6 separate regions of the Mus musculus genome follow, and all the other regions are linked to region 3. A link is a contact called in public Hi-C and HiChIP or PLAC-seq data. All regions are on one chromosome and are shown on one strand. The core of a region is the stretch at or near the end of the contact, and the rest is flanking DNA. Distances in the headings are between cores, read along the strand shown. Region 1 overlaps Adcy2 (adenylate cyclase 2). Region 2 overlaps Adcy2 (adenylate cyclase 2). Region 3 holds the start of Adcy2 (adenylate cyclase 2). Region 4 overlaps Adcy2 (adenylate cyclase 2). Region 5 has its middle 34 kb from the start of Gm35514. Region 6 has its middle 7.2 kb from the start of Gm35514.

Evidence for each region. Hi-C and Micro-C count contacts between places; a contact is called where the count stands out from the background. HiChIP or PLAC-seq counts read pairs in DNA pulled down with a chosen protein or histone mark.
Region 1: a contact with region 3 is called in a Hi-C map of muscle stem cells, with 2.8 times the contacts expected there. The contact joins the enhancer-like site here to the promoter of Adcy2 in region 3. A contact is called at or near these places in 2 of 39 promoter capture datasets (cranial neural crest and hippocampal neurons), 2 of 484 Hi-C or Micro-C datasets (cerebral cortex and muscle stem cells), 3 of 115 datasets of contacts at active chromatin or transcription factors (embryonic forebrain, forebrain and neural tube) and 2 of 9 other capture datasets (adipose tissue and macrophages).
Region 2: a contact with region 3 is called in a Hi-C map of cortical neurons, with 3 times the contacts expected there. The contact joins the enhancer-like site here to the promoter of Adcy2 in region 3. A contact is called at or near these places in 4 of 39 promoter capture datasets (cranial neural crest, embryonic stem cells and hippocampal neurons), 20 of 484 Hi-C or Micro-C datasets (adipose-derived mesenchymal stem cells, cerebral cortex, cochlea and 11 more), 7 of 115 datasets of contacts at active chromatin or transcription factors (VIP interneurons, astrocytes, embryonic basal ganglia and 4 more) and 3 of 9 other capture datasets (adipose tissue, embryonic stem cells and macrophages).
Region 4: a contact with region 3 is called in a Hi-C map of cerebral cortex, with 5 times the contacts expected there. The contact joins the enhancer-like site here to the promoter of Adcy2 in region 3. A contact is called at or near these places in 1 of 39 promoter capture datasets (hippocampal neurons), 5 of 484 Hi-C or Micro-C datasets (cerebellar granule neurons, cerebral cortex, forebrain and 1 more), 3 of 115 datasets of contacts at active chromatin or transcription factors (SST interneurons, astrocytes and embryonic forebrain) and 2 of 9 other capture datasets (adipose tissue and liver).
Region 5: an H3K4me3 HiChIP or PLAC-seq map of neural tube shows a contact between it and region 3, with 7 times the contacts expected there. The contact joins the enhancer-like site here to the promoter of Adcy2 in region 3. A contact is called at or near these places in 2 of 39 promoter capture datasets (both in embryonic stem cells), 6 of 115 datasets of contacts at active chromatin or transcription factors (craniofacial prominence, differentiating embryonic stem cells, embryonic basal ganglia and 3 more) and 3 of 9 other capture datasets (adipose tissue, liver and pancreatic islet).
Region 6: a Hi-C map of muscle stem cells shows a contact between it and region 3, with 7 times the contacts expected there. The contact joins the enhancer-like site here to the promoter of Adcy2 in region 3. A contact is called at or near these places in 3 of 39 promoter capture datasets (embryonic stem cells and neural stem cells), 4 of 484 Hi-C or Micro-C datasets (cortical neurons, embryonic stem cells, liver and 1 more), 7 of 115 datasets of contacts at active chromatin or transcription factors (VIP interneurons, astrocytes, craniofacial prominence and 4 more) and 4 of 9 other capture datasets (adipose tissue, embryonic stem cells, liver and 1 more).

What each region holds. Positions count from the first base shown.
Region 1 is chr13:68,657,386-68,661,673 of GRCm38.p6, reverse strand. It overlaps Adcy2 (adenylate cyclase 2), which reads left to right. Exons shown (of 25, transcript NM_153534.2): 19 at 4,223-4,288. Among named protein-coding and RNA genes, the nearest start is that of Gm34903, 56 kb to the right of the region's middle. Within about 2 kb of position 1,398, at least 1 of the 459 cell types and tissues checked has an H3K27ac peak or open chromatin away from gene starts, as enhancers often do. A contact at or near this core is called in muscle stem cells, where this site is marked.
Region 2 is chr13:68,621,384-68,626,130 of GRCm38.p6, reverse strand. It overlaps Adcy2 (adenylate cyclase 2), which reads left to right. Exons shown (of 25, transcript NM_153534.2): 24 at 219-343. Among named protein-coding and RNA genes, the nearest start is that of Gm34903, 20 kb to the right of the region's middle. Within about 2 kb of position 3,015, at least 14 of the 459 cell types and tissues checked have an H3K27ac peak or open chromatin away from gene starts, as enhancers often do. A contact at or near this core is called in cortical neurons, where this site is marked.
Region 3 is chr13:68,997,288-69,001,805 of GRCm38.p6, reverse strand. Adcy2 (adenylate cyclase 2) reads left to right here and starts at 2,265. Exons shown (of 25, transcript NM_153534.2): 1 at 2,265-2,732. The coding sequence starts at 2,511. It overlaps Gm35161 (a long non-coding RNA gene), which reads right to left and starts at 2,261. Exons shown (of 5, transcript XR_873632.3): 1 at 1,141-2,261.
Region 4 is chr13:68,704,670-68,709,004 of GRCm38.p6, reverse strand. All of the region lies in intron 14 of Adcy2 (adenylate cyclase 2), which reads left to right. Among named protein-coding and RNA genes, the nearest start is that of Gm34903, 100 kb to the right of the region's middle. Within about 2 kb of position 1,419, at least 41 of the 459 cell types and tissues checked have an H3K27ac peak or open chromatin away from gene starts, as enhancers often do. A contact at or near this core is called in SST interneurons, cerebral cortex and forebrain, where this site is marked.
Region 5 is chr13:69,426,839-69,431,478 of GRCm38.p6, reverse strand. No RefSeq gene overlaps it. Among named protein-coding and RNA genes, the nearest start is that of Gm35514, 34 kb to the right of the region's middle. Within about 2 kb of position 1,683, at least 24 of the 459 cell types and tissues checked have an H3K27ac peak or open chromatin away from gene starts, as enhancers often do. A contact at or near this core is called in neural tube, where this site is marked.
Region 6 is chr13:69,385,975-69,390,661 of GRCm38.p6, reverse strand. No RefSeq gene overlaps it. Among named protein-coding and RNA genes, the nearest start is that of Gm35514, 7.2 kb to the left of the region's middle. Within about 2 kb of position 2,486, at least 3 of the 459 cell types and tissues checked have an H3K27ac peak or open chromatin away from gene starts, as enhancers often do. A contact at or near this core is called in muscle stem cells, where this site is marked.

The DNA of each region.
Region 1 (4,288 bases), core at 149-2,648, 340 kb after region 3:
CGTTGAACTCCTTGGTCTGTGCATTTGATACCCACCCAGATAAGGGTGGCTAAAACCCTTGTCTATCCACCTCTCATTTGTACTTTCTGAACGGATTCCTTGACTGTTGATTATCTGCCAGTCACGTGGCCAGTGCCACTGCCCTCCAAACTTAGTGCTGCCAGATGTCCCAGCTCCCTCTGTTCTCATACATACATGATTAACTTGTTGCTGTACCATGTCAGAGGGTTAACACCAAGACACAGCAGCCACAGTCTTTCCTGGTTGCCTCAGATCCTTGTCAATGCAGGGGCCTCATAGGCAGGAGTTTCTGGCTAGAACCAGCTTTACAATTTAGTCTGTTACAATTAGCCACATTAGACGCTAGAATATAATATAAAGATGGGATGTCTTACATTGCCATCCAGGATGTCAGGTAGGAGTGCATAGTCAGCTGTGGTCACACACCCACAGCCATGTCCCTCCTATCAGCTTCCAGCCTCTGTCATGTTAACCCTTAACCTTCCCTGTAAGCCCAACCTCTGTTTTTCAGTACAACATCTAAGTGCAGCTTCAGTCTTCAGCAAGGGCAACATCTCCTGCGCCTGTGAGATAATGTGTGTGCCCATATACACAGATGACTTTTTCTCCACAGAGTAACGAGAATGTCCTGTCTACCTCATCAGAACCTTTTCCCTTCAGGTAGACACTGGTTCACTAAGGGATTCCTCCATCTCTCTCACCCCACTTATCAGGACTTTTTGTTCATTTGGATCCCTGAGTTCTGAGGGTCAGAATGATTGCTAATTAACAGCTTCAGGCAGACGGTCACATAGCTGCATATTAGTGTATAACTTCAGGAATATGTGGGCTCAAGTCCCCAGAGTCTACTTATGGCTAGAAAGAAAACACACATCACCATTAGAAATTAGAAATTTCCATTAGAAATCACTGTTGGAAATGTTTCCAGTTACACTGGCTGCATCTTCTGGCTTCACAATTCAGTAATACTGTTACCTGACACCCTACCACCAAAATAGAAGAGATCAAAAAGGCTTTATCTTCATGATGTGTGTGTGAGAGAGAGGGGACAGAGGCAGGGAGACAGAGACAAAGAGACAGAGAGAGACAGAGAGAGAGGTGGAACAGAGAGAAACAACAAACGAGTTGAAAGAGTTTGAACTATCATTTTACATAAAATTAGTTCAAACCCATTCAATGATTCAAATTATGATACCGCCCCCACAAAGATACACTGAAAATTTAATTTCAAGGACCTCATAATGTGAGCTTATGAGAAAATAGGACAGCCAAAGATAAAATTAAATTAAAATGAGATCAAACAAGAGGAAGATGACCTCTAGCCCAGGATGACTGCACTCCTCTAAGATCACATGTGAAAAGACAGACACACAAGAGCTTGAGGTCACCCAGTGATGATGAAGTCAGACCCCAGAGTGACAACATACATCGTCAAGTCAGAGAGCACGGAAAGTGGCCAGCAAACTGCTGGAAGCTGGAAAGAGACGAGGAAGAGCCTCGGTTTCAGAGGAGTACGGCTCCAAGGTCAGCTTGGCTTCAGTTTGGAGCCACTAGGTGACTGTGCCCATGCTGCAGCTGCAGCAGGAAATCGGCGGAGTGAGCCAGCTACACAGAGGACCGGACTGTTGGGAGTATATCCGGGACTTTATTTTCTCTACGTCTTTCCTGCCCATCCCATCCACACACTCTTGAAGAAAGGAGTAACCCAAGAATAGATCTCTATGTGATTTCAGATTTCAGCAGTCCCAGCATCATTTGTCTGCAGAGGTTCTCTCATGAGGAGGGCCAACAGTAGCCGCTGGCAGTCCTTTTTGCTTACTCAATAAAAGATGTTTGGGGGAGAACATTTTGAGAAAATTCAGTAATTCCTGAATAGATGGGGAAATTCACAGCATAAAAGGGCTTCCACTTACCGGTGGACAGTGTTCTCCAGGGTCTCCCGGTACTGCTTTTTGTAAGGTTTATTGGGGTCTGTAGTTTGTCATCCTCCAAAGATCAACAAGGAGAGCAAACCTTCATTCGGCTGCTTTCCAGATATCCCACTCCCAGTTCACTGCTGCATTTAGTCATTTGGAAGATATGAAAGTCAGGTGGGACCATGGTGTCAACCCCTTCCTCTGTGACCTCATTCATGAAGCGTTAGTGGGAGGCATTTCCAGAATGGCATCCCTGGTGGCTTGTATGTGTGCTTTCTCTGTGTTCAATGGAAACCCAACCAGGTTCTGAATCCATGAGGACCCTGCCTCTGACTCCTTGTCTCCATGTATTTGAGGCCGCTGGTCTCTTACCTAGACATCAAAAGGGAATTGACTCTGTCTGGGGTCGCTGAAAAACTACCACAAAATTCTGACCTGTATGCTTAACTTTTTATTCTTAGTTTGATTGATGCTCAAGAAGAGGGACTGTCATTTCTGTCTCTGTCCCCTAGCTTTAAAAACAACTAGGTGACAGAAGCATGCAGAAGTTCAACCTGCACCTTCCAGGAATGGTAGCTGTGCTATGCTGCTCTCTCTAACCACCCATCACAGTGTCTTTATGGTTAACATGGAGAAAGGAAATGAGTTTAAAGTTCTCTGATGTCACCGTTGTTATTAGGTTTCCACACCCGTTTAAACTGTGCCTTTAGACACATTTGCCTGAGCTCCGTGTCATAAAAATCAGTGCTGATAAAATCGGAAAGCAGCCCTATGCCCTTCTAGTAATTCATGGAGAAATAGAGACCTCCTCATGGTAGCTGAGCTCAGCTTCTTAACAGGGTCAGCAGGTCTGATCCAGAGGGAAGAGCACAAATGCACACCTGCAGGTGTGATCCAGAGGGAAGAGCACAAATGCACACCTGCAGGTGTGATCCAGAAGGAAGAGCACAAATTCATACCTGCCTTTCTGCAGGGTTCTGAGGCTCCAGAGCTGAGCCCACTGGGATCTACCCTTCCTTACCTTTCACACTTTCCTTTCTGTGAAATTTACTGATCTCCATTTTTTTCCAATTTTCTAGCCATTTTGTTCCACTGTCACCATACACTTAATACTGAAATCACTAGGGCCACTTGGGGAGAGCGTGCAGAGGGTCAGTGTATGTGCTGGGTATATAAATATCTGACGTCACCCTGCACTTAATACTGAAATCACCATTTACCATGAGAGTGCTGTGGGCCAGCCTATGTGCCAGGTGTATAAATCTGATGTGGTATCCAGAACGGCCCAGAAGTTTGAAATGTGCATCCCTTTCACAGATGAGGGCAGTGACATTGAAAAGGACTTCCCCCAAGTCCTTCAGCTCACAGTACAAGTCCAGGCACCCTTACTTCAGAGCCCATTGAGCTACATCAAATCTTAGTATTTCGCTTGCCCTTGAACCTTCAGTGGGGAAAATGGAAACTCACAAAGCAGGATAAACAATGAAGAAAGTGACTGCCTACCACCATGTTAGTCATGTGACAGTGTCTGAGGAAATTACCCAGTATTTTTCAGAACTTCATTATGCTCTAATGTGGGATGGTTGCTTGTCAGAAAATGTAGAACACTGCCAAGGATTGAAGTAGAGGCCTCTTGCACTAATGCAGATGTGCTGAGTCGCTGCCATGCCTGCTGTAGTAAGAAGCAACAGGCTGACAGTGTTCACCTGAATCTGAGGGCAGATTAGCAATGAATGGGATTCCGGCCTCTGGGATACAGGATTGTATAATGTATTAAGAATGTGCATCAGCTAGAGTGTTATATGAATCTGCACCTGCCACAAGTGGAAGACTCTAGTAGAAACTAACTTCCTTATTTCATTTTTATGCTTCATACAGTCAATAACTTAAAAATTACTGTCTCTTTCTGAGAGCAATAATGAAAACGCCAAAGAAACCATATATCCAATTATCCATCTTGATCCCACAAGCCTTAATAGGATAAATTAGTATTCTGCAAGTCACTTCTGTAATATCTGTTAGAACTCAGTGCAAAGTCTGTGCTAATTTGTACATATGTTTATTTACTGTGTCCTCAATATATGGACTTAATTATTTGTGGTTTTATGCAAATTGGGGTTTGGGATGTATTTGAAATGTGTACTTGGCTGGGATGAAATCTGGAAATGCAGTGGGGATTTGGACATTTGTCACTACTGGGATTCTAAGTCTTATATGCATGTTGTGTGCTGTTGTGGTGTGTTTGTCCATCTGTCTATATGCCTGTTGGTTTCTGTTTTCAATAGACCAGGCATTTGGAAAGACCTGAAGACCATGGGCTCTGTGTCCCTCTCTATATTCTTCATCACGCT
Region 2 (4,747 bases), core at 1,766-4,265, 380 kb after region 3:
TACAAACAGGGGCCGAGCTCTAAAAGGAACATTGACAGGCATAGGCACTGTAGCATCTTGAGATGATAAAGTTGGAGTTGCTCTGGACTTTGGAGTCTTATAGTTCATGGATTTGGTTGAGATTTAATATTAATGCTTCATGCATGATTTGAATGACTTCTGACTTAAAAGAGTTCCTGCAGTTCCAATCTTGCTAACCAAGTTCTGACATGTTGCAGGTATCAACCATGGACCTGTAATAGCTGGCGTCATAGGGGCTCAGAAGCCACAATATGACATCTGGGGCAACACTGTCAACGTCGCTAGTAGGATGGACAGCACCGGAGTCCTGGACAAAATACAGGTAACACAGTCTCTTCTCAGCCACCCTTGGTTCTCTTGGGAACTGTCATTGATTATAATAGTGATGATGATGATGATGTTAAATAATACAACAAAAAATAAATAGGAAAACTTAAGAGTTTATTTAAACCCTTCTATAGAGAAAAATCATAGTTTTTTCATTAACTGTTAGGAATGACACCAACCAGACTCTAATGATAAGAAGGTATGGGCCTTCAAAATATAAATCCTCTGACCAGAGGTGACCTGCAAGGCAGGGTGGTGACCCATAGCCGTGAATGCCCCAGAGGGAAGGTACCCACCTGTACTGAGAGCCCAGGAGACGTCTTATGAACTATTCCCTTTGCTGACCCCATCACATATATAAAGACTTTGCAGGGGAGGTCTGCAGCTCAAAGCTCAGGTAGCCCTGCCTTCCTGGAAAGGAAAGTGTAGGAAAGATGAAGACTGGGAAGTGGGAGAAATGAAAGTAAGACTGACAGAAAGAGCAGAATAAAATCATCATAGCAAGATATCTTACAAGCTCTAAATGACCCCAAATCTCTACAATCCACCCAAGGGAAAGAAAGACAATATCTGACAAATTAAAGCAACAACTAAAAAAATAAAATCAATTCATGTTAGTGTTCCCACTGCTCATTTAATCAATTTCAGCCATGGCTACAGTAACTCTAATTAAAAACGCACTAATCACATTCTGGGGTTGGGGAAAAGAGTAGAGATTGCTCTAAAGATAATGAGAAAAAAATCTGTTATAGGAAGTGTGATGGAATTCTTCCAGTTCTGTAGTTGAGCAGTGATCTACCAGTCAAGACAGAGAGTACAAAAGATGGGCAGGAAGCTACCCACAAGGCAGCTGTGTCCCCTAGAGTTGGTATCTTGGCTCATTTAATTCCTAGTTCCACTCACATGCTGAGCTATGTACTGTGTCTACAGCAGGGAATATATCAATCGCCCAGTGCCCACACACTGTGGAACAGCACTGCATTAGGGACAAGAGGTGTGCTGTGGTCATCACAGCTGTGTGGTCACAATTATGACAAAATAATAAAACAGGGAATGTTTTGAACCATGATGAAAAGCGAGTTCACAGACCAGAAAGGGAAGTTTATACAAGATTGCTTTTGAACACTGTGGGAAGTATCTCTACCTAGGCATATCTTCTCTACCTATCCTAGCTGTTAGAGAAATGTCACATCTGTTGTATATTCAAGGTCCACTGGAGGGGGTACCCCAACAGCCACACACAGTGATCCCATTCATCGGGAATAATTATCTCTAGTCGTTGCTTGAACTCTCTTATGGCAATTAGAGACTGGGGGGATGACAGTAGGCAGATATGAAGTAGACACTTAGAGACAGAGAGCTTAACTGTGTGTTCATGTATTTGACCATATGCTAGAAATGCCCTTGGTCCTGTCTTGGCTAAGACCAGCTATACTGGAGGGTTGGGATGTTACAGTACCTTTGTTCTGTAGAAGCTTTGGACCTGCACTTTCTCTTTCCCAAGCAATGCTAGAAATATAAATGTCACTCAAATTGTGATATGCAAAGGAATTTGTTTTAAATTCCGTCTCTAGCCTTGTGTGGAGACCTGGCATCAGAAGCCACCCAAAAGGAGGTGGGAGAGATTGTCAGTCCTTGATGAGGCCATAGGGTGTTGCCTTCCCAGAAGGCTCTCTGAGTAGAGGCTTGCAACCACTTGCAGAGAGCACAAGGATGCTGGCCTGCCTGCTTTGCTCCGTACCTTTTAGTTTTTCTTTTCTTATTTGTCTTTTTGAATATTTGTCTTTGGTGAGTATGGGCAGTGCCCACAGGACAGAGGCAATAAAGGTAGTATGAAATCACTAAGGGGATAGATGGAAGAAGCTAGGTGTGGACATGGCCAAACAGTGGCCCACAAAGGACAAAGGCAGTCTCTTGTAGATTTTGGAAGAAAATGAATGACATAGAACGGCATAGAAGGGAATGTGGGAGGCCGTTGGCCATCCATATATTTGAAATAAGAAATACCATACAGCAAAGGGTATAAAGTCTGTCTCTTAATTCATTTTTATTTTTAATTATGTACATAAGTATATGTGTTACCAGTCACTGTGCAACATGTCAGTGTCTCCTGTGTGACTCTTCAGGACTTCTGTACTAACACTCCATGTGATCCAGTACATCTCAGACAGAGCATCTCAAACAGGGGGAGCATCACAGACAGGGGGAGCATCTCAGGCAGGTGGAGCACCTCAGACAGGTGAAGCATCTCAGGCAGGTGGAGCATCTCAGACAGGTGGAGCACCTCAGACAGGTGGAGCACCTCAGACAGGTGGAGCATCTCAGACAGGTGGAGCATCTCAGACAGGTGGAGCATCTCAGACAGGTGGAGCACCTCCACAGACTGCCTGAGGAGGAACTAGGACAGATCTCTGTGGAGACCGAGAAGGTTTGCAAGCTGCTGCCTGTCCTGACTCAGAACCTGGTGTGAGCACAGAGTAGGCTTCCTTTCTCCTAGGATGCAGCCTGCTCTCGCTCCAAATGTGACAGAAATGCCATCTTTTTATGATTGAAAATTCCATAAACCATTCTCTTCCAGCTTCACATTCCCTTCTCTTTTAAACCCCACAGAGTCCACCTCATGCCGCTAGTATGTGCATGAGTATAAGGCCATCTACTGGTGGTCAGGTATACGGCTCCCCTCAGGAAACTGGCTCTCCTCCCCCTAGCAGCTCCTCAGCTAGCTAGGGATGAACACCCTAGTTTCCTCTTCCATTCTGAACGCGGTGTGGCTTCCCTACACAGATACTGTACATGCAGACACAGCACAGTCACATTCTTGTATGAAGCTGCCCTCTTGTGTCCATTGAACGCTTTCACTCTGCTTAGCCACTGCCCCTGGCCAGCACAATCTTTCCATCCACTCTTCTGTGAAGATCCCTCAGCCTCAGGGGCAAAAGGTGTGGTAGAGAAAGACTGTATAGAGCTGAGCAGTTCACGATCTCCTATTCTCTGCATGCTGGCCAGTTTCCAGTCTCTGTTAATTGTCACCGAGTGAAAAAGAAGCTTTTCTGATTAACATTGAGAGATCCATTAACTCATAGGTAGACCCATAAGAGCTTAGGGAGCAATGTATACCACATCCATTCAGCAGACTGGTGGTATTAATGTGTCCCATTGGGCTATGACCTTTCCAGCCACAAGTATTTGACTCAGTTTAGTGACCTTTCCAGCCACAGGTATTTGACTCAGTTTAGTGTGGATTCAGTCTTGTGGTTTATGTACTTGTAGGAGACTCTTGCTAGGCCAGTCATTGCTGCCTGCAGGTTCATCAGGAAGTACGATTGTTGGCTGTTTTCCTCCACTAGTATCAGGCCTAGAATCTTCCAATATGATGAACCCTAATCAGAAGGGATGAAGCTTCCAGGTCTGTACCAAATATTCCCCCATGCCCTGTGACTCAAGTATATGGTGTTTTCAATAACAGGATGTCACCATCGGGTTCTGTGAGGTAACCAAGAGCAGTGGCAGTAGCCTGTAATGTTTTTCTCCAGGACCCAACTGGCCACCAACTCAAAAAGAGGTAACCATACCTGACACAGGCTTTTACTTGATAGCCTATGGTGTCCGAGAGAGGTATTGCCGCCACCCCACCCTGACCCCCACATTATAGGATAACTCATTTAAACTCCAAAACATGTATACACTTTAGGAAGTTTCTACAGTAGTGTGTCTCCGTAAGGTTTTCCAAGGTATTTAATGTTAGTTATCCCTTCCCCATAAGCCATGGGTGTTTTAACCTTGAACATTACTTGGCAATTTTTGCTCTTTTCAGGGTTTTTTTTTTTATACCAGCAGTAAATTAAGCATTATTGATGCTAATATTCTCTGGTACATCTTTTTCTATTAATTTCCCAGGAATGGGATTTTTCTATTTTTTTATTGGATATTTTATTTATTTACATTTGAAATGTTATCCCCTTTTCCAGTTTCCCCTCCGGAAATCCCCATCACATACCCCCTCCCCTGCTTTTATGAGGGTGCCTCCCCACCCACACACCCACTCCCATCTTCCCGCCCTGGAATTCCCCTACACTGGGGCATCAAGTCTTCACAGGACTAAGGGTCTCTCTTCCCATTGATGTCCGACAAAGCCATCCTCTGCTACATATGTATCTGGAGCCATGGATCCCTCCATGTGTACTCTTTGGTTAGTGGTTTAGTCCCTGGGAGCTCTGGGGGTTCTTGGTTGACATTGTTGTTCTTCCTATGGGTTGCAAACCCTTTCAGCTCCTTCAGTCCTTTCTCTTACTCCTCCATTGGGGACCCTCTGCTCAGTCCAATGGTTGGCTGTGAGCATCCACCTCTGTATTTGTCAGGCTCTGGCAGAGCCTCTCAGGAGACAGCTATATCAGGCTCC
Region 3 (4,518 bases), core at 1,016-3,515:
GTGTGGTGACTCCATTGAGGGAGAGGGAGAGCAAAGCAGAGAGGAACACTGGGTTTTATTCCTGGTTGCTTCCATGGGTCTCTGTCTTTCTAAGGACACAGGGAACACCTCCAATGGCCCCAGGCTGTCTATACTCCCCCCCCCCATCAGCATTTAGTGCATGTATGGTAGGCACAAAATAAATATTTGTTTAATTAAATGGAAGAGTGGGACACTAAACACCCCCTAAAGGCACATGCAGGGTCTTTCCAGTTAGATTTTTGTCTTTATTTCACTTTTACAAAATATTTTAAGATTACTTTAACAAAATCTCTTGAGCTGCAGTTTCTTACCACATATGTCATGGATGGACAACGGATGTTAAAATACATTTTTCTTTTCTGCTAGAGAAAAGAAAGTACTTAAGCATTGCTGTTCCCTCATAGGTCTTACACTTCCCCACCCTTTATACTTAGATCACTGATTGTCTTTTCTTCCTTCTCGTGTGGGTGAAGGAGAATGCTTCTTAGTGCTAGCAGTGAGGAAATGGGAGCTGGAGAGGAGGTGAGTAACAGAACTTCCCTAGCAGGGAGGGACTGGAAATGCACAATTCTGCCTAACCTAGACAGTCCTGCACATAGAATCTGCACAGCCTACTTAGCCATGTTTCCTGCGAGTGGATCAGCCCTGGCTATTTATAAGTTCTATTCATTAGTGCTATTTGTTGTTGAGGCTTGCTTTCGGGATGTCTAAACACCTATACAACCTTAAAATTTATGGTTGCTGGTTCAGAAGAAAGGGCCCAGTCAATCAGAGGGTTTGAGCCTGCAGGAGAAGTTGAGGCTCCATAGAAATGTCTGGTAAAGGGTGAGGTTTTGTTTATCAGAGGTCAAGCAGGGCAGGGAGGCTCCATGACAAGCTTGGTTTCACTATTAGGGATCCATCGTGATTTCCTCCAGGACTGGGTGAGGAAAGCTGGGATGTCCTGGATTTCAAGTCAACTCTCCCATTAACTCCATCCTTGCCCTCTATCGAGGTTGAGAACACAGCTGTGTCTTCACTCTCTGGGTCCAAAAATAAAATCCCTGGAAATCCCTGGGTCTGAGACTCTGTGCATGGCCTAGGTCCAGCATTTGAGAGTCACACAGTTATTCAGCTTACCTGTTCATGCTGGCTGGCTTGCAACTCAGGTAGGCAGGCTGCTGTCAGGGAACATGCAAAGGTCTAAGGCAGTTCCGGGCTGACAGAGAATGTGGAATAGCTCTTGAGGCGGTGTTGTGTTTTGGACTCCTTAGAAAATGATTTGGGGGAGAAAAATGGCTTGTGGGTTCTTTGGATGGAAGGACAGGAAAATAGGAACCTTCTAGAAGCAGTCTTTTGAAGGTCAGTGGTTAGTCCTGTCATCTAGAAAGAACAAAGGTTGAGGTCACAACCACGAAATGCCTGCCCAGCCTGTCCACGAGGATCTAGCTAGGTCTGTCATGCTTCGTGCATTTGGTCCCCGAGAGTGTCAAGCGGCATGGGATGAGTGATTCCCAAGCCAACCTTGCCCACAGAGGATGATTCTCATTCCTTGCTCCAACTTCTGTGCCATCCCTGTCTGACTGAAAGGGTTCTGGGGAGATCTGCGATGCCAAACACAGAGGTCCATAGGGTACTTCTAAGGCGCGGAGAGCAAAGGCAGAGAAAAGGAGAGGCCCGCTGCCTGAGGACCACAGGTGTCTCCAGTCACTGTGTAATTGAGTTCGTGGGGGCCATTCTTTCAAAAGGACTCCCACAAGTCCTGGAGGGTCCTAACTCCTGCTCTGTACTGGGAGTCAAATTACAATAGAGAAAGTGAGAAAGAAGCCACATTTTGCTAAGTAGGCATACTAAAGAGGGGTGGTCAGGGATATGGGACCCCCTCTCCAGGCTGGGGGGTATTAAAGCATGGCAGCCTTTTACACTGCTGCCTTGTGAGATCATGGAGAGGCAGTGGGGACTCTGGCAGTCAGGTGGGAGACTCCAGGAGCCCAACAGTAGCCCTCAGGCTGTTCTCTGCTGTAGTGGAGAACAAGGCTGAAGCCCCAATCTGCCTGGCTGGAGTCCAAAAGCGAGAGGAGGAGGCGCCCCACTGTGCAGCCTGCGACAGGCTGGAGGGCAAGGACTCGGTCTGAAGCTTTCTCTGGAGCCCAGCCTGGCCGTCGGGGGGCGGTGGTGGGCGCGGGCCGGCGCCGCCCCTGCGCGGAGGCCGGTGCGCTGCGCGCGGGGTGGGGCGAGGCGGGCCGAGGGGCCGGGTGGCTCCCGCCCTCGCGAGCGGTGGTGGCGGCGGCGGCGCCCGGGAGCTGCCCTGAGGCCGCCCCCGGCCCCCGCCCGCGCGTCAGCGCGCCCAGCCCGGGGCTCCGAGCTCCGCCCGCGCCCGAGGCCCCTGAGCACAGCTCCGGGCGGGCAGCCGGCGGGTCGCGAAGCGCGGGGGCGGCAGGCGGTAGGTGACCACAGAGCGGCGCTGCCCGGGCAGGGCGCGCACAGCGGGCGCCCCGCGAGCCGCCCCGATGTGGCAGGAGGCGATGCGGCGGCGCCGCTACCTGCGGGACCGCGCCGAGGCGGCGGCAGCAGCGGCGGCGGGCGGCGGCGAGGGGCTGCAGCGGTCCCGGGACTGGCTCTACGAGTCCTACTACTGCATGAGCCAGCAGCACCCTCTCATCGTCTTCCTGCTGCTCATCGTCATGGGCGCCTGCCTCGCCCTGCTCGCCGTCTTCTTCGCGCTCGGGCTGGTGAGTGGCCTCCCCGTGGCTCCGAGGGGACCGCGCAGGCGACCGTGTCCCGCCCCAGGCTGCTCCTCACCCCTGTGCCCTGCCCGAGGCCGGCCTGGCTAGGGCGAGAGCTGTGGACAGAGGAAAAGTTTCCTTGGAAGGCTTTGCCCAAAATAAAGTTGCCAGGGCTTGCTCCAGGTGGACGGGCAGGGCGTGTGGGTTCAGCATCTCTGCGCCCCGTGGCCAACTCTGCGCTTTCTCCCGGCGCCGCTGCCCGCAGCAGAGGCAGTCCTCAGGCTTCCTTGGCGCGCTAGCTGCCTCCCATCCCTGTCCGCGGAACGCCCCCGGCTCTCCTCTCTGAGTTTGGTCTGGGCATCATTTAACTCTTAAAAAACAAGGTGCTTTGGGAAAGCAGTTCATGACAGCGAAAATGAAAACCAGATAATGTTGTGCATCTTGGCTTTTGAATCTTTTCGTGTTTAGCCATGTAGAGAGAAAGTGATGGAGTGTTGAGCAGATGCCCAAGCCTCATCTCCAGAGACTATAAGTGAGCTAAAAATGGAAGGGACCCTCGCTGCTTTCCCCTTTTTAGAGAAGTGCAGGACTCGATCATGGTTCCCTGCTGATGGTTAAAGCATGTTTTCACGGCTAGAAGCATTAACGCAGCTCAATAGCTGATGTCAGTTTTTCTGGTTCATAATTTTCAGTCAGGAATCTCAGGCTGGCTCCCTGGAGCCCTGTAAGGAAATCTGTAGATGGCGGTAACTTCCTCTTAGCGCTCCCTTCTCTTCAGTGTGGTTCAAACTTTTCCCCCTGACCATGATTTGCCTGTGCAGACTGTCTTGTCCGAGGCCTGGATCAGCTCGTGAGTTGTGTGGTTAGAGGATAATGCGGGATGTTTCTGCTGAACGGTGTTCCCAGAGCTTAGAATGTAAAGACATGCCTGTTTTCACCAGTCTCAAGCAGATTCAGCTCACGCTGCCTCAAGGACACAGAAACTCTGTTAGGTATTTGACAATTCGTTTTATATATCCGAACCATATGGCGCTCACATTATGAATCGGGAGGAAAAAGTTTCAGTCACGGTACAATTTTTTAAATGTCCCCCACGAGCGTGGGTCCTGTTTTCTGATTGAGTTCCATGAGGTAAGGAAAGATAATCCAACGTGGCAGACTATGACGTCACTGGCCCTCTCCAGTAGCAGGCCAAGCAGGGAGCTCCTTTGATCCTGGTAGCCTAGGTGTGAGAAGACGACAGCCCCACCCCTGCCGCACTTGCTTGTCCCTACTTATAAGACCAAAAAGAACTTAAAGAGAGATTTGGGGAAGGGGGGCGGGATCACGGGCGGGGCCAACAGTCTTTAAAGACCTCACCTCACTTTCACATTGCTGGCAAGAAAACATCACAGTTGTCCTTTGGAAACGTGTTCCTCCTAAGTGTTTCTGTTTGTGAGTAATTCAAATCCTTCTGGCTGGTTCCTTCCTAAACGGAGAGGAGCAGGTGATGGCCTATTTATAGTGCCATTAGTCTAGGGAGACAAGTGCGAAGTTCGTGTTCCCCAGGCACACTACTTTGTTTTCCAGGTTAGAACGCTCCAACTTCAACCACGTTGAATTAGGTACTCTTGAATGGGTCCGTGAGAAATTCATGCCAGGAGAACTTAAGGGACTTAAGGCTCCCTTTTCTAAGTTGCCTTTGTTCTTCCCATTTGTCCCTAAAGAGTCTCTTTTATGTTCTGTTTTGCTTAGTTGAAATGTTGGAAAGATAGCCTTTAAAAAGTCTTTGAAACCTTCATAGATAAATACC
Region 4 (4,335 bases), core at 170-2,669, 290 kb after region 3:
AAGCATTATATTGTAACTGGGGGAACTGGAGTCTCATCTCAGTGTTCTTAGACTCATTAGTAAGAGAATTTAATAACAGACCCAGAGACAGTCTTGAAGAAAGTTTTATTAGAGTTTGAAAGAAAAAAAAGCATCACAGGTAAGTTCTAAATCTGAGAGGATTCCTACAGGAAAATAATGGAAAAGGGAGAAGAGAGGAAACCTGTGCCATTTGTAAGCAACTGTATGGTAGAAATGTCAGAGAGAGCGACAGAGACAGAGACAGAGAGACAGACAGAGAGACAGAGACAGAGAGAGAGGTGCCCCCTCACTCTTTCTTTAAAGGTTGGGATTATGGCACGTATCTGAAAGAAAGAGATGGAAAAAAGAAAAACTTACACTTTGCCAAGTAATTCAGAAAATCAGGCAGGCTTAGCCTAGCCCTCAGCAAGTGACAATTCTGAGGGCAGAGTGTCTGATAAGGGAAAGTACATTATTCCTTCTATCACCTCAGCATGGCTCAAGGTGAATCCGCCTGCCTTAGAAGTGGTTCCATGTCAGGTGATTGACAGGCCCGGTTGGATTAACTTTTTGGAGTAACTTAAAATGCAAGGTCTCGATCCAAGAACAGGAATAGGTTCCAGTCTTTTGACAAGGGAAAATAGTGATCCCTGATGGGCATCGACTGAGCACTAATAAAGGATTCTGTACCAATCCTCCCTCTAAAGAAATAACCTAACCTCATTTAGGAGATGCACCAAAATTGGGGGATAGAAACGGTCTACCTCCACCATGACACCCGAGGTCTGGTTCCAATGTCATTCAACAGACAGGAGCAGCATCCAGACTGGTGATCCAGTCACATCCCCACATATAGCCAAGGCAGGGTTGCTCAGAACACAGATTCCTGTTCTGCTTACAGGATCTATACCCTGAGCTCTATCCACTGCTTTTGCCATCCTAATTCCTAAAGGGTCCTTCCTCTCACACTTACTTTCATATGGCTGTCTCCAAAGAAGATGACTTTTGTTTTATAGCTTAAAGGAAGTTTTAGGAAATTCATCCTTCTTATTATAAATGGATATATATATATATATATATATATTCTGAAATAGATTTTCTCTAGTCACTGCGTATTCTGTAGGAGCCAAAAAAAGAAAAGAAAAAAGCATTTTCAATCTACCAGGATTCAATATTGTACTGCCGTTTATCCTGTGTAGTGCAGCCAGGATTTGTGGGCAGCTAACCTGCTCAGATTGAGTGGCACCCTTTCCTGATAAAGATGCTTAGCAATTAGAAGCAAGCACTATCTTCCCCTCTATACAACAAAGGTTTTCATCCTGGGCACTGAGCCAGAACCCTGGCATTCACAGGAGTGATAGCCAGCCAGGGCATTACTCATGCACACAGTTCCTCAGCTGTCTCCCCTGTTTTGGAGAGGTTCCCACCAGATTTCCTCCTTTTTTACAAATTAGCATCAGCAGGCATGGGCCCCCAAGGCGCCCTTCTTCTCTGCTTAAAAAAAAATTTTTCCTCAGTGAAATTTCCCACTGTCAGCTGATCAGCCTTCCGTTCAAAAATGCCAACAAATTAAATTCCTTTCTAGTACCAGGCCTGAAGCAGCTGGTATGTGAGAGAAATGTGTGTGCTCCACTAGGGCTGCCAGGGAGCAGAAGTTTGTCGTGGAGTCATGATCGCCCAGGGAACTGGGGCACAGCGCCACTGGCGAGTGCATAAGTTCATTTTCCTGCATCTATCTGTTAGGTGAACCTCTATATTACCTACATCCTAAGTGATGCAGGGGCTGTCGATCACTGGAAAGATGAATGGTTGTTTTAAAAAAAAATCCCCAAGGAAGACAAAAGACTGAGGGGGAAAATGCTTCATAATTTTCAGTTAAGAAAGAGATTGCAACCCTTTCTGGTTGGCGACAGCACCGGGTCACCTTGGGCAAGGAGTCGGCAGACACTCTCACGGTCCCTAGAGGACTCTCCACGAGATCTTAGGATCACTGGTAAGTGGAACACAACATCGGTTCCAATCCAATCTCGAGGGACCTGAGATGGCATTAAGGAAGCAGAAAACCAGCCTAACCAGGGGCACAAGTCCCTTCTGGTCTGCACCAGCACCGGGTCACCTTGGGCAAGGAGTCAGCAGACACCCCCACGGTCCCTAGAGGACTCTTCACAGGATCTTAGGATCACTGGTGATCCTAAGTTCCAATCCAACATCAGTTCCAATCCAATTGTGACAGGCCTGTGACAGCAGGAACAAGGACACTGGAGCCCTTCCTGGACAGAGGCTCAGGTTCCTTTTGATCAGTTCTGGTTTACTTTGGTTCCGAACAGACCAGACAGCTCCAAGGTCCTCAAAGGAGACACCATTTCCAGGCACTGTAACACACCCAGGATCTTAGGACAACAGGATCCCAGGATAACAGGAGCTGGGCCACACCAGTATTTCAGGGTCTCAGAGGAGCTTGACTGCAAAGAACTCTGATACACCTAGAATCTCAGGTTCACAGGATCCCACAATCAAAGGATCACAGAGAAAGCTGGACTCTGAGGAGTCCTGAATCAACTAGGATTATATGAAGGACAAGCTCCAATCAGATATATCGAGGGCAGCAAGCACTTGAGAGATGGCAGGAGGCAAGAATAAGAACAGAAGCAACAGAAACCAAGGTTACTTGGCATCATCAGAACCAAACTCTCCCACCTTAGCAAGTCCTGGATACACCATCACACCAGAAAAACAAGACATGGATGTAAAGTCACTTCTCATGATGATGATGGAGGACTTAAAGAGAGAAATAAAGGAAAACACAAGCAAACAGCTAGAAGCCTTTAAAGAGGAAACACAAAAATCCCTTAGAGAGTTACGGGAAAACACTACCAAACAGGTGATGGTATTGAACAAAACCACCCAGGATCTAAAAATGGAAGTAGAAACAATAAAGAAAATCCAAAAGGAGATAACTCTGGAGATAGAAATCTTAGGAAAGAAATCAGGAACCATAGATGCAAGCATCAGCAACAGAATACAAGAGATGGAAGAGAGAATCTCAGGTACAGAAGATTCCATAGGGATCATGGACACAACAATCAAAGAAAATGCAAAATGCAAAAAGATCCTAATTCAAAAATACATCCAGGAAATCCAGGACACAATGAGAAGACCAAACCTACGGATAATAGGAGTAGAATGGAATGAAGATTTTCAACTTAAAGGGCCAGCAAATATCTTCAACAAAATTATAGAAGAAAACTTCCCACACCTAAAGAAAGAGATGCCCATGAACATACAAGAAGCCTACAGAACTCCAAATAGACTGGACCAGAAAAGAAATTCCTCCTGACACATAATAATCAGAACAACAAATGCACTAAATAAAGACCGAATATTAAAAGCAGTAAGGGAAAAAGGTCAAGTAACATATAAAGGCAGGCCAGACTTCTAACCAGAGACTATGAAAGCCAGAAGATCCTGGACAGATGTTATACAGACACTAAGCGAAGACAAATGCCAGCCCAGGCTACTATACCCAGCAAAACTCCCAATTACCATAGATGGAGAAACCAAAGTATTCCATGACAAAACCAAATTCACACAATTTCTTTTCATTAATCCAGCCCTTCAAAGGATAATAACGGGGAAAAAACCAATACAAGGACGGAAATTACACCCTAGAAAAAGCAAGAAAGTAATACTTCAACAAACCTAACAGAAGACAGCCACAAGAACAGAATCCTAACTCTAACAACAAAATGACAGGAAGCAACAATTACTTTTCCTTAATATCTCTTAATATCACTGGACACAATTCCCCAACAAATAGACATAGACTAACAGACTAGCTACAGAAACAGGACCCAACATTTTCCTGCTTACAGGAAAACCATCTCAGGGAAAAAGACAGACACTACTTCAAAGTGAAAGACTGGAAAATATCACTTTTTGCAGATGATATGATAGTATATATAAGTGACCCTAAAAATTCTACCAGAGAACTCCTAAACCTGATAAACAGCTTCGGTGAAATAGCTGGATATAAAATAAACTCAAACAAGTCAATGGCCCTTCTCTATACAAAGAATAAACAGGCTGAGAAAGAAATTAGGGAAACAACACCCTTCTCAATAGTCACAAATAATATAAAATATCTTGGCGTGACTCTAACTAAGGAAGTGAAAGATCTATATGATAAAAACTTCAAATCTCTGAAGAAAGAAATTAAAGAAGATCTCAGAAGATGGAAATATCTCCCATGCTCATGGATTGGCAGGATCAACATTGATCCTGCCATCCACTACTACTCAGCTATTAAAAAGAATGAATTTATGAAATTCCTAGCCA
Region 5 (4,640 bases), core at 434-2,933, 430 kb before region 3:
AGAGATTCAATTGATCAGAAGCAACACATTGCTCTTCTCTGAATAGTGGCTGGGTGATGCTAAGACGATGTGTTTGGCAGATTCGATGAAGGATCAGGGGGTTCCTGCTGGTGGCCATAGTACACGGAGGGAAAAAAAGTACTGCACATAGTTTTGGTCCTTGACACATGATCCCTGGAGGGGTCACAAAGATCCTTCATTGTCCTGAAATTCTTACTAATATTTGTATAAGAGGTCCCGTGATTTATTTCACCAGAAACAGTATGCTGGGTCTCGGTTAAGCAACAGCAAGGGAACTCAGAGAGAAAGAGAAAGGAAAGTCAAGCAGAAGTGGAGTGGGGAAGAGAGACTGGGTATTCAGGCAACTGGACAAGATGCGCTTTCAGTTTTTGGCGCAGAGGAAAGGAAAGAACCACGGAGGAAAGATGCTAGATGGTTTGTTTCACAAAGGAAACATAAATGTCCTGTTCTGTGACCTCCCAGGTTCTTGTAACAAAAGATGCATTGGATCAAGGCATATATTAGATCCAAGAGTTGAGTGTGGGGATAACAGTAACTAGTTTTCTATTGCAGTAACAAAATCCCCGAGGCTGAGTAATGTTAAAGAAAGAAGGTTTATTCAGCTCATGTGTAGTAGGAACTGCGGGCCGACTCTTTGTAAACACTGGGGGCCATGAAACTGCAAAAGCATCTCCTGCAGGAGGACCTAATTGAGGACTGCCTGTGACACCAGCATTCCTGCAGGAGGACCTAATTGAGGACTGCAGGAGAGACCAAGGATTGCTGTTGCAAATAATGCCAGCCAACCAGGAACTGCTGTTTAGAAGATATGCTTTTTTGGGACCAATGGGGCGTGGATGGAGGGTATTAAAGGAGCTTGCAGCAGTGCTCAGAGGAGCTTGCTGCAGCCTTTCTCACCTGATCCTGGAGTCTATGTCGTTGACTCTGCGCCAACTCGCCCCCAACCCCCTAGGGCAGGTAGGGTCAGGCGGAGAGCTGTCCAGGGCACAGGCAACACTCATGGTTGTGAGTCTTAAAGCTAGCCAGAGCCCATAAGGTGGACCCTGGTGAGGGCGCTCTGGCTCCATCACAACATGGTAGATTCATGATGGTGGGGGAGATCACGGGAAGCCTGAGGGATTGAGCACCCTACTTGCTCATTTTATAACAATTCCTCAGAAGTAACTGGGGTTTTGGGGGAAACCTATCAATCGCTGAGTGGGGCTCCCCAAAAGCTCAACAGCTCCACCCTGGGGCTGAGCCTCGCCAATAATCTTCTGTCTACTACTCTGAAGCAGGCGATTCCTCTGCAAATGTTTTCTGGAGTCAACCTTGAGTTCGCTTCCAAGGTCCTTTGTCTTTTATTTTCAGTAAAAGCCATTTGGCAGATTATCTCCTTCCAACTCTGCCGTGCATCTTGATCTTTTTCTTAAGAAAGATTTGTTTTGTAAGTGACAGGGTGACAGCAGGCTGGTCCCATTTTTCAGGCCTTCCTGCAAAGTATTCCGATTTCATTTCCCTTTGTGCTCCCTTGGGGAGTTTTATAGCTCCCTGATTTACACTAAGGTCAAGACAAGGTTTGCAAGCTGCTGCGGAACATAACTCACAGAACTCCTGACACAATGCTGGGGTCGCCAGAGCACGGCAGAATACATTAACAGAGGGGTAGATTAACATGCCCTTAATGCTGATTTATTCCTCAGAGGTTCTGCCTGAAGGCTCCCTCTCTTTCTCCTCATCAGGCCTAGGCTGTGGCTGTGTCTCCTCCATATTCATCAGAGCTCTGCTGTGGCAGGCACATGGGGATGCGAAGGGAAGAGTGGGGGGAGCTGAGTTGTGAGAAGCAACTCATTGCTGGTGGGAATAATTCAGGAGATAAGATGAGTTGGGAGGATGCGAGTGTTCTTTACATCCCAGGGATGCAGTTATCAAGAGCTGAGAGCATGTGTTTAGTTAGCTAGCTCTCCTTGGCATACATCCTAGGGCCTGGGGAGATGCCTGGGTCTCCAGAGAGTGCATCCTGCTGAGAGAGACTTGCAAATGTTCTTCAATGCAATCCAGGGCTGATGGCCTCCTAGAGAGAGAAGGGCTCAGTCTGCCAGATTCTTCTGGCAGCCAGGGGTCTTCAGTAGACCTTGAGGGAAGAGGCTCATGAGGTGGTTGGGTAGGACTGGGGGAAACCTGGGAAAGGAAACCCCAGGTACAAAGGGTGGATTGTGTGAGGCCTGGGGATTCTAGAGTGACATGTGCTAATGTCTCTAGTTTCTGATGTCATGGGTGGACTTGGTGCCGTGAGCTCAGCTGCACCTCTGGCTATTACTGATATCAGGAGGTTTCACCCAGGCTTGTTTGGGTCCCAGGTGAGGAGCTGTGCACATAGAGACTGAGAGAGTGAAAGGAAATAAAACTTGAGACCTGTGATTCATGTAATTTATGTCAAATAGCCCAAAGAGTTGTTTGTGGGCTTTGAAACCTGGGGCTGAGAACATAGCAGAACAGGCCAGGACATGCCCGGGCAGGCCTGTTGTTACATGTCCGGACTGGCCCGGCACCTCCCTATCTCCCACCCTTCTGACCTAAGTTAAATGTTAACAGGCTGCTGATGTTTAAATGGACCAATCATGTGAAACCCCACCAATTCCTCCCCCAGCCCCACCCCTTTTCTATAAAAACCCCTAGCTTCCAAGCCTCGTGGTCGATTCCTCTGTCTCCTGTGAGATATGAATTGACCCAGAGCTCCGCCATTAAAGCTACCTTGTGCTTTTGCATCAAGGAAGTCTCTCGTGTTTCTTTGGGTAACCATGTGTCCCGAGACTTGAGTGGGGGGGCTCCTTCTTGGGGTCCTACAAGAGGCTTAATGTTTGTAAAGCTGGTGAAGACAGTGGTCCAGAGGGAAAGAGGCACAGCCACCACGTCAGGACAAACATCAAATAACTCCTGGGAAGGAAGGTGTTTGAGCCAGAGTAGTGGTGACAGCAGGCAGCCAGCAGAAGTCAAGGACCAGTGGGGTTTTTGGTTTTCTTCTGTTGAGCCCAGGAGTCAAGTTACAGCAGACAGTGAAGAATCAAGGCCCAGACACCATGATCAAGGCAACTCTTATAAAGACAATATTTAATTGGGGCTGGCTTACAGGTTCAGAGGTTCAGTCCATTATCATCAAGGTAGGAGCAGGGCACCATTCAGGCAGCCATGGTGCAGGAGGAGCTGAGAGTTTTACATTTTTATCTGAAGGCCGCTAGGAGAATACTGACTTCCAGGCAGCTAGGTGAGGGTCTTAAAGTCTACACCCACAGTGACACACCTACTTCAACAAGGCCACACCTCCAAATAGCGCCACTCCCTGGGCCAAGCATATATAAACCACCACAGTGGCATTATTTGGAGTAGGTGTGTCACTGTGAGCATGGGCTTTAAAACCCTCATCAGACAATGTCTTGGTATGAAGTTTAATTTAATTTTTATTTATGTGTATGTTTCTGATTGTGGCGTATCATGTGGCAGTTCCTGTGGGGGCCAGAAGAGGGTGTTATGCTCTAGGCCCTTGCCCTGTCTTGAACAGGGTGACATCATGCCTGTGTCTCTCCCTTTACAGAAGGAGACATACAGTTCACCACGGCGCTCTGGGTCCTTTTAGACAGGGTGTTAGTTATTTTCCCCATTGCTGTGGGAAAATACCCACAGGGTGGTATTTTAGAAGGAAGAGTTTACACTTGAGGAGAGTCCCTGTGTTGGGAGGGAGGCTTGGCAGGACGAACTGAGGTCCTGGGCAGAGATGAATCTTGGTATTTAGTTAGGACCCTGACCCATGGGATGGTACCACCCACATCCAGGATGGCTGTCAGTAGACCCCTCAGGAAACCTCACAGACTCACTCGGAAGAGTGCCTCCTGGCTGATCCTAAATCCAATCAGATTGACAGTTAAGATTAGCTATCACAGACAGCTGTGATAGAAGACAGAGCTCGGATTTTCCACCATCCTGGGACCTGAGAAGTGCAGGCACCATCTGCTGTGTGGTAAGGCTCCCTTGCTGGGCTGTCAGACTGTCTCATTGTGTCCACCCAGCAGGGTGTGGTGAGGGAAGAACCCAACTCAAGTGTTTGTGAGGATACCTTGCACTGTCCTCACCTCCACCCTGCACTCTCCTCACCTGCACCCTCCTCACCTCCACCCTGCACTCTCCTCACCTCCTCCCTGAACTCTCCTCACCTCCTCCCTGCACTCTCCTCACCTCCACCCTCCTCACCTCTCACCTCCTCACCTCAACCCTGCACTCTCCTCACCTCCACCCTCCTCACTCCTCACCTCCACCCTGCACTCTCCTCACCTCCACCCTGCACTCTCCTCACCTCCACCCTGCACTCTCCTCACCTCCTCCCTACACTCTCCTCACCTCCACCCTGCACTCTCCTCACCTCCTCCCTGCAATGTCCTCACCTCCACCCTGCACTCTCCTCACCTCCACCCTTCTCACCTCCACCCTGTACTCTCCTCACCTCCTCCCTGAACTCTCCTCACCTCCTCCCTGCACTGTCCTCACCTCCACCCTACACTGTCCTCACCTCCACCCTGCACTCTCCTCACCTCCTCCCTGCACTTTCCTCACCTCCACCCTGCACTCTCCTCACCTCCACCCTGCAC
Region 6 (4,687 bases), core at 1,237-3,736, 390 kb before region 3:
ACAGTTTCACAGCAAACTTTTCTGACCACTCTTCCAGCTGAAGCATGATGATATGACTGAGCCCATGACACCCTTTGTGGGATAAGAATGAGGATGTTTGTTTGAAGGGACAGAATTCAGGAGAAGATGAATTTGTATTGCTTCACTTAAGAGCCTCTTGGCTTAATTTGTTAAATATTTATTAAGCATCTGTTACTTGCTACATGTAATGCCAAACTCTGGAGTTTAAATACCATGTGCTTTGAAAAGTGTTTTTAGAGTGATAGAGGATATCATTTAGTGGGCAGAATGCTTGCCTACCACACACATAAATTTCTGAGTTTGATCCACACCATTGCTATAAGCTGAGTGTGGTGGTCCATACCTGTGATTGCAGCAGCTACCGGGGCTAGTGCCAGGAGCATCAGGGGTTCCAAGTCATGCTTAGCTACTTATCAAGGTTAAAGCTGTTATGGCTTATGAGGCCCTGTCTCAATAATGGTCTCAGTGGTGAAGGTATTTGAGTGATGGTCATCACCGTACAAAGAATAATGTGGAAGATATGGGGCTGAGGTGAGAGCTGGAGAAACCAAGTACCACACAGCACACTGTGACTGAGGCCAGTGTGCTGTGCCTTGGCAGGAGGACAGACAGATGGACAATGGGGATAGACAGGTTTTAATGAGTTGTATGGGATTCAGCTTACAAGGGGGCTTCCAAGGGAAGGTAGCGATGGAAGGTTTAGGAGCCATAAAGTGGCCTGTTGTTTCAGGTTAAGATCTGTGCTTAGGAAGAACAAAGTGTGGGTACTTCAATCCTTCTTAGAAGGGGGAACAAAATACCCATGGAAGGAGTTACAGAAACAAAGTGTGAAGCAGAGACTGCCCCACCTGGGGATCCATCCCATAAACAATCACCAAAACCAGACACTATTGTAGATGCCAACAAGTGCTTGCTGACAGGAGCCTGATATAGCTGTCTCCTGAGAGGATCTGCCAGTGCCTGACAAATACAGAAGTAGATGCTCACAGTCATCTATTGGATGAAGCACAGGTTCCCCAATGAAGGAGCTAGAGAAAATACCCAAGGAGCTGAAGAGGTTTGCAGCCCCATAGGAGGAACAACAATATGAACTAAGCAATACCCCCAGAGCTCCCTGGGACTACACCACTAATCAAAGAAAACACATGGTGGGTCTCATGGCTCTAGCTGCATATGTCACAGAAGATGGCCTAGTTGGTCATCAGTGGGAGGAGAGGCCCTTGGTCCTGTGAAGGTTCTATGCCCCAGTATAGGGAACTGCCAGGGCCAAGAAGCAGGAGTGGGTGGGTTGGTAAGCAGGGGGAGGGGGAAGGGATAGCGGGTTTTTGGAGGGGAAACCAGGAAAGGGGATAACACTTGAAATGTAAATACAGAAAATATGTAATTAAAAACAAACAAACAAAAAACAAAACAAAACAAAACAAAAAATCCAACCAACCAACCAACCAAACAAACAAAAAAAGATCTGTGCTTAGAAAGTCATGAGGGAACACCAGGGTCAAGGTGGACACTCAGGTATCACCTGTCTGCTTCACTGGGGCAGCCTTTCTTGTACTTGAGTGTCTATTGATCCTCACTGCTAATTCTTCCTTTTTTCTGGAAAAAAAAATCCCGCTGTAGCCAGACAGTGCATTACAAGGAGGAGCTGACATTTCTTCTTTGCTTCTGTAACAGAGATTTCCTTCTAGCCTAAAAGAACGATTTCCGTGACAACCCCTGATTCATGATGACATGCAATTTTCTTGCCATTTCATGCTAATGGGTCAGAGTGGGAATTTTTATGATGTGGTTTTAAATTTCTAAAAGGTCCTAGTCCCCAAATCTCTCCTGTAGAAATATTTGATGTTTAATAATACAATGATAACCAAGATGATTGCCAACATGAGGTCCTCGTTAGGTTAATAGCATCAGCTCTGATGCCACTTAGCTAGTGATGTAATTTTGGAAATGACCCAAGGACAGGGATTGTGCTGCCCTCACCTGTTGGGGAAGCTGATGCTCTGAGAAGTCACTCATTTCCCAAAGTGACAGAACTAAAGGTCAGCAGAGACGGAACCTGAACCGCGGTGGTGTCCTTCAGAGCCCATGCCTTGGAAGGCGAGAAAGCATTAACAGTCCCGCTTCTCCTTGGCCTATGGTTGTAGCTTCTCGACTGGGGATGTGACTATTTGCTTTCATTAATTTGACAAAAGTTCAGACTAACTAACAGCTCATTCTGATGAATTGCCAACAAACCCATTTCTCTGTCTATTCCTCTAGCAGAGTAAATAAGTCTCTACAAAAGGAAATGGAGTGTTTTGACCAAAAACCAACTCAGGGATTACGCTAAGAAAAATAGAGAAAAATAATACCAGGAAGTGATCCGTGTAATTCTGCTGAAACGGTAAAATCAAAACACCAACCAAAATAAGGGAGTAGAGAGTGAAGCGTGGTGTGTGTTTGAGAGTCCATGGAATGCGACGAGAAAGGAGATTATGAAATCCAAGGGTGGGCGAACGCTGACGGAATACCTCAGGGGGAAGGACGCGAGCAGTGTGCCACGGCTCACCGCCAGGACTCTGTGGGGGTGGAAAAAGTAACGGGAGTATTCCCATTATTGTTACTGCTATAGTGTTCACTCCATAAGCACTCGCAGCAGCAGCAGTGTAAGAAGTGGCTAACACATTCTCCACACTGAGTCTCAGAGAAGCCCAGAAGCCCGTGCGAGTAGCCGTGGACTTTCCAGAGAGAAAGCAGCCAGAACAACCCCAAGCTTGGTGTGATCCTCAGCAAGGGCTGGGTGTTTCTGTGCTATCAACTCTTATATATTTTCCCTCCACATTGTATTATATTTTGGAGACATGATCTCACTGGGTAGGCAGACCTTGCTGGCCTCATACTCACAGAGATCATCCCGCTCCTGCCCTCATTTTATACTGCCTGAAGCTCTTTGTCTAGGTCTGAGGCCCCAGGAGAACGCTAACGTCCACCTCAGCAGGACTATTGGTGCCTTTCAGCTCAGGGTCTGTGAAGGCCGCCGTGATGATGAGAGTCCATGGGTTTAGCTTCTCAGACATTTCCAGGAGACAACGATGCGGCAGTGAACTTCCTGTTCCTCTGGCTTTTCCCATCTTTCTGTCTCTTCTAACGCCATGATCCCTGACACATCAGCTAGGAATGGAAATCATATTCATACAAGTAAATAACATTGTATGAACCACGCAGTATGTTCTTAGGAATACCCTCCCTCCATCCCATACACACACACTTGAACTTGGGGTCAAGTGCATGGGACAGGTTGGAGGAAGAAAATGAGAGAAGGAGGATGTAATTATATATTAATTCCAAAAGGAGGATTTTTGAAAAAGAAGATTTGAGGAGAGAAAGAAAAACGGGTTGATGGCAGAATTATGAAAATGATGGAATCCACGGCTGTAATCTTTACATTCATACTCTTTTGGTAACACCACCCCACCCAGCACCTTACTTAGATGATGCCTGGGAAGCAAATATAGAGGCATCCAAGCTCAGAAATTCCATTGTGGCTGCCCCCACACTCTGGGTGCCAAAGCTCACCACCAGTATTTAGTAAATGGATGTGTTAATGCTTAAACAAACCAACTCATTTGTTTCCCAGTTTAACTCTGTGGTTACTATATTGCCAGCCACAAATGCTTTTTTTTTTTTTTTTTTTTTTTTTTTTTTGGCCATGAAAATCAATATTTACTCGGTGTTCCAAGGTTTCTTTATTTACATTAACTGTGGATAGAGACTGGTAACTAACCATTAGTCACTGACTTCCTTTCAGATACACAGTTTAGCAGCCAAAGAATAAAAGAGTCAAAAGAGGCTGCAAGCACACCAAGCTCAGCTGAGAAAATGAAATAAAATTTATCAGAAACCTGAGAAGACAAAGTGTTTGTTCTCCACACGAGGAAGAGAGAGATCGTGCTGGGGACAATAGATTACATTCTTTCAGGTGAGACCAGGCCCCTTCTTCTCTTCCTCACAAGACTGGGCGAGGATGAGGTTGGAGCTGTAATACAGACAGGCCTGGGCTGGTACAGCCTGGGCGATAGTCTACTTTCAACTTGCAGACTTAGTAGGTCGTCCTGTATAGGTCGGTAATCAAACTGCTTGCCCACAGGGCTGCATTGATTTCCTTGTACTTCCCAGAAGGCATGTTAGCTACTATTAAGGTGCTGGGGTGGGAAACTAATCATGCTAGCTGAAGGGAGAGAGTAATCATCAAGTGGGGGACCCAGGGTGTGGAGCCATCACAGTAAGTGGAGATGGAGGGGGACCAGCCTGTGTGTATCTGTGTCCTGTGGACTTGAGTTTTGCTTTACAAGATCATCCTGAAACTTGGCAAGGGAGAGTGCCAGGATTCATGTTTGAGGGGAGAATAGTACTAGGGACCAGAAGCATTTGGGGATTTGTGGGTCAGATATATAAACTGCTCCCTGTCCTGAGGAATGCTCAGATGTGGCTGCTACCACCCAAGCTTTTGCAGAAAAGCCAAATTGCTTGCCTAGTCTGTGGCATGCACCCATCCTTGGGGAGTAACACTTAAAACAAATAGGACAGAACTGCTCAGGGAGATGAGGCAGAAGGTTGGCCACCCAGGCACAATTAGGTGCTCACAAAGAGGATGAAAATGGGACTATTTTATAATAAAAGTGTAAGT